2 separate regions of the Ovis aries genome follow, and region 1 is linked to region 2. Evidence: chromatin contacts called from public Hi-C data. All regions are on one chromosome and are shown on one strand. The core of a region is the stretch at or near the end of the contact, and the rest is flanking DNA. Distances in the headings are between cores, read along the strand shown. Region 1 has its middle 160 kb from the start of SPRY2. Region 2 has its middle 280 kb from the start of NDFIP2.

Region 1 (2,700 bases), core at 165-2,664, 320 kb after region 2:
TGAATATTTTAAGTGAATTCAGTGCCATATTTCTACATAGACACTCACAACATAACTTCTATTCTGGATTAAATAGAAGAAAGGCAGAGGCATTGTTGGTGAGACACAGTACAGTTACTGTTCAGGATGTATAATGGTTCTAGGGCTGGTTGGGAGAAAATGTCCAGTTTCTGGGCCCACAACAGATAATGGTCATAAAAAGTAATTTCAGATGTCCCACATAAACAAAAATGCACCTAAACGCAGGTACTGTAGGGAATGTGAGTGAGAAAGGGTGAACGTAAAAGTCATGCCTTCACTTTTTAATTCATCTTGACATCTAAAAGTGCTTAGTCAATAAGGGCTCGTGCTTTTGGACAGGGCATTAGCAGGTTAAGTATGTTGTAAGTGAAGAAATCAAGACCAAGTCTCTTCCAATTCTGCAGAAAATTCAATGGTGAGAATATTCATTTTTAAACACAAAAGTTAATGGGTAGTCCATGAGAATAATAGCATAGAATTTTCTCTTCCATTTTTATTAGAAACAGATCAAGTAAAATTTTTAATAAATACGCCTCAAAAATAGAGCAAATGTTGCTTTTAGCACAAGCTTATACCTTTCCCAAACTGCCCTATGTTAATTAAAGTTGCAAAAAGAAGTTTTTCGCAGTTTTAAAATTATGTATAAGGAAAGATTGAATAACAGGATGGGGGCATCATTATGCTAAAATGTTGGCTGAAAATAGTAAGAAACAAAACTCCCCATATGCTTAAGGTCTCAACAATCTATTTTTAAAGATGCTGGAAAAAAATTTACAAAGTGTTCATAATGGTTTCCTTCAAATGGTGGTATCATGGTTGAATTTTTCCAGCTTTATAGTTCTATTTCTGTAGTTCATATAATCTACATGTTTTATTTTTACAGTCCTTGGGGGAATAAAACAAACGTCCTATGATATCATAATATAGAAATATCATATGCATATTTCAGTTCCCTTAGCGGTGACGTTCACATTCTGAGACTCTGGCAGCATTCTCTTTTTTTCCTTGCTAAATTAATCAAATCACGCCAAGATATTTTTTATTTCTAAACTCTCAATGAGAGTTTAACTTTGAAACAAGGAACTCTATTTTTTTCCCCCTTTGCTGAACACAGCGTCTGTGCTTTTTCTGGAATCTAAATGAGATGCCTTCAACCAACTAATCTCAAAGGCGGGAGAACAAGAGCCTCCATAGAGCTCCTGGGCAGCACAGTCACTGTTACTTTAAGAGTAGCGTTCGCCTCCCCCTCACACCCACAGACTCTCTTTGCACAGCAAGTGCCAAGCAGTGACATCTACTATAGTTTCTAGGACACGACGGCCTCTGCTATACAGAGAGGGGGAAAGGGAGGGAAAGAAGGCGGGTGGTGAGGGAGAGAGAGCACAAATCCAGCTATGTTCCCAGAGGATGAGTCACTTCCTCCCAATAATCCTGAGATGCTGTTTATGGCTGTGCTGCTGATAGGCTGCCCGGCTGGGTTTCTCAGCAGAGCTGCGGGCGGCGGCAGCCCCCCTTGGCTGTCCATTAATCACCAGGGGCTGTACCCGCTGCACACAGAGTGGGAGTTCTGCCTACGAGTGGCCTCTAGCTGTCTCCAGCTCAATGAAATGACCCTGTGTGAAAACTTGTTTTATGAGAGATTGGTTTATTTGTAACTAAACTACTTCCTCCGTTATTTGATAAGCTCAAATATTTGCTACTGATAGTCTGAGAGTGCCACATTTATTATCCTATTTCAGTGGTTGCCTAACTCCTTTGGAACGGACTCCCTTAACCCTTTGAGGGACGGCAGGAACTTTTAATGGACCAACTTCTATTTGCTTCCAGCAAAGCCAGGGCCATTTTGCAGGCAATCGGTGTGGATAGACTAGGACACGGGGATCAAAGAGAGGTCGTACTTTTCCCAACAAGAACATAGACAACTGTAGAAGCAGGGGGTCCTGGGGGTAGGGGTTTCTGAAGCCACCTTAAAAAGGAAGAAAAAGTATTCTAACTCACTGATGGAAATCTAAGACGTCCTCTGCAGATGGGTTTTTATGTTTTAATTTTTTATTTTATATTGCCAATTAACAATGCTGCGATAGTTCCAGGTGAAGAGCGAAAGGATTCAGCCATACACGTGCATGTATCCATTCTCCCCCAAACTCCCTTCCCTTCTAGGCTGCCACATAACACTGAGCAGAGTTCCCTGTGCTGTACAAGATGGGTATTTCTTAAGTCGCAAATTATAAGTGTGTCGTGATGACTTTCTGTCTTTTCTTAGACCCCCAAAATATCATGTGTGCAGGGCTTGCTGTCTGCAATCCCACCGCATTCTGGATTTTGAAATTTGGCCTTTTGGAGTCTGAGCTCATTTGCATTTGGCAGAACTTGATTTCCTGCTTCTACAGAAGGGGGGCGGTGGTGAAAGGCTTCACAGTCCTGCCTCAAAGGGCTCAAAGGGCTTTCGGAACATATTAAACTATGTTTCCAAGAGTTCAATGAACCAGAATGAGGCAGATTTCATTGGAAATGAAAAAGAAATACAGGCTTTGTTACATGCAATACACTTGAAAAAAAAACCCTAAGTTGAAATCTCTCTCCTGACAAACACGCTGAGGCTGTTTTTCAGTTTTCTTGCTCTCCGGTCGGCTACACAGAGCCCTCAGTGAATGCAGAAGAAGCTAAGGAAATAACCAC
Region 2 (2,700 bases), core at 15-2,514:
GCAACTAACAGTTGCTCAATAAATACTTGTTGAATGAGTGAATCATTAAAAAAAATGATTGGAACACATTGAATGGTTTTGCTATGTTACAATGTCTAGCTTTTCCCAGGTTAGAATTAAATACATTTTCATCCAAATACCCTGTTACTCTGACTTCTGAGTAAGTTCCTTAATTTCCCAGGGACTTATTGAGTGTCTGTTTACTCATCAGTACTTGAGCACCGTGACTGGATTATCAGCCTCTTTCTCTTCTCTTCAACATACCCCAGGACCTACCTCTTCCTCAAGAAAGAATGCTTTCATATTTTCCCCTCTTTGGAGTACTCTAAGGCATTTCGAGGTTTTGCTGTCCACTTGAACAGTTGATAATCGTCCTTTGAAGTAGAGCTTTGAACAAGAGATAAGAAATAGTAATCTAACTGGTGCGTATGCTGATAGTCAAGAGGACCATCTTGCTATTTAAGCCACTGAAGATTATCAATCTCACTCAAAATTACGTAGAAGACGTAATCTATAGCTTCTAATTCTCAACTTCTTTCTCTTCCTCTTCCTCCCTCTAGCATCCTTTGTTTTTCTGAAGTTACACCCCCATGTCTGTGGGATATAAGTATAAAGGAGGGTGAGTGGCATTCTGTACCAGCCGCCTTCTCATAGGCAGCGTGGCCTGACATGGAGTGAAACCAGAGTGTAAAGGCACATACTTTCCTTTCTGATCAAACAGTTTCAAACAAGACTCTCACACCAGAGTGTTCTTTAGGAAAAGTGTCAACAGTAGATATTTGGAGTAATTTTCTTGAGTGGGAGGGACGTTTGACAGAACACACAGTTGTTGGTAATAAGACATATTGTCTCACCTAGATATTCAACCCAGATCCCGGAGGTGACGGATCCACTACCACTGAGGATTTATTCTTGAATTCTTATGCTTTAAGGAGTCTTGAGACATACAGCAACTATACTGCAATAAAAGTTAACTAATAAAAAATGAAAGAATGAAGAAGGGAAACAGATAAGGAAAAAAAAAGTCTTGAGACTAATTCTCAGAAATGGGTTAAATAGCCACAGGAAAGTTTAAGTTGCCCTTAAAAGACTTAACCTTCCCTTCAATTGGTCTGCATATTTTCCAAGAGAAGAATTCGTCAAAGAGCTCATTTAGAAACGTTTTCATTCTGTTGAGACTGGTTCAAACGCTCTCGCAAAGCTTCTTTCTAGACCAATCTGGTTTTCCTGCCAAGAAACTGAGGTTCACTGCTCTTCCGTCTCTGGGGCTTTGGACATTAGCTATTGATCGCCTTCTGAGGTTTGCTCTCTGTTTTTGCCTCTGTGTTAAGCTTACTCACCTCCATAAATCCAAGTTATCTTACTCTATGTAGCTTCTTGGTCCACATTGTTCAGAAGCAGAGCCAGAGGGCAAGGTGGCTGCTGTCACATTGCTGGGGTGGAGGCTGGGGACACTCCCAGGGCCTCCCTAGGGTCTGCCCCTCTCGCCTTAAGGCAGCAGGTTCCCCAAGTCAGACAATGTATTGTCACATGGATTATACCGATTAGCTCTAAGTCAGTTAGGTAACATGAGCCCTTTCAATGGTGTCCTAGGATTCTGTCAGGTTGACTGTTCAAACACTGGTTTTTGGGATCCCCTCCAGCATTCCTTAATGTAATCCAGGCATGTTATTGCAGGTTTTCTTTGAGAAGGGGCTACTTACTTGTCACTTGGAATATTTTCAGTTTTAAGTCAAAACCTTCTTAGTAGTAATAAAAAAAAAAAAAGACATGAGAGAATATGGTGAAAAGTGAGAGGGATTTGGGAAATGTAGAAAAAGAAAACAAAACAAAAAACCCACCCCCAAAGCAGTAGTGTATCAAATGCCAAACTTATATTAAGGGCATATGCGTTCTGGGAATGAGGTTTCTGGTGTGTGTGTGTGTGTGTGCGCGCACGTTTCCCTGTTGTGCATAGAAATTGAAATAATTTTGCGCTGTTTAGGATTTTGTCTTTCCAAGGAACTACTAAGATCCTTAAAAAACAGAGGGATACAGGCAAAAGAGTTCTGCTCTGAGCTGCTTACAGCGCTTGGATATGGGCTTCTGTGTTCCCTTCCTGGGCAGGAGAAAGCTGTCTAGGCTACAGGTGGATCCCCAACTTACCACTGGCTGGGTTGGACTGGCTGCTAGTAAAAAGATAGGCAAATTTCTGGAAGCCAGGGCAGACAGAGGCTGTGGCTCCACATGACTCAGATTGTTATTATTGCTGGAAGGAAAAGACTCAGCAGTTCCTTGGAGGCGCTCAGAACTTGGGGTGAAGGCAGAAAGAGATGAGACTTTAGAAACCCAACCACTGGATGATGTCTTTTGAGTATATATGAAATGTCAAGCTTTGGCAGACTTTCTCCGTATAGAATGTCTGTGTGTGTGTGTATGCATGCCCATGAGTCAGTCTTGTCCAACTCTTTGTGACCCCGTGGACTGTAGCCCACCAGGCTCCTCCGTCCATGGGATTCTCCAGGCAAGAATGCTGGAGTGGGTTGCCATTCCCTTCTCCAGGGGATCATCCCGACCCAGGGATTCAACCTGGGTCTCATGCTTTGAATAAGAAAGACTTCTCCTAACCTGATATAGAGGAGAGATTGGGCACAACAGGTATTCCAGAAGGAGATGGTCTGTGGATTCTAATCAAGGCCCTTTTCTAGAACTGAGCCATTT

The links. Hi-C and Micro-C count contacts between places; a contact is called where the count stands out from the background.
Region 1: a Hi-C map of liver shows a contact between it and region 2, with 7 times the contacts expected there. The contact joins two enhancer-like sites. A contact is called at or near these places in 2 of 16 Hi-C or Micro-C datasets (hypothalamus and liver).

The regions. Positions count from the first base shown.
Region 1 is chr10:55,781,242-55,783,941 of ARS-UI_Ramb_v3.0, forward strand. No RefSeq gene overlaps it. Among named protein-coding and RNA genes, the nearest start is that of SPRY2, 160 kb to the right of the region's middle. Within about 2 kb of position 1,415, at least 37 of the 54 cell types and tissues checked have an H3K27ac peak or open chromatin away from gene starts, as enhancers often do. A contact at or near this core is called in liver, where this site is marked.
Region 2 is chr10:55,465,242-55,467,941 of ARS-UI_Ramb_v3.0, forward strand. No RefSeq gene overlaps it. Among named protein-coding and RNA genes, the nearest start is that of NDFIP2, 280 kb to the left of the region's middle. Within about 2 kb of position 1,265, at least 1 of the 54 cell types and tissues checked has an H3K27ac peak or open chromatin away from gene starts, as enhancers often do. A contact at or near this core is called in liver, where this site is marked.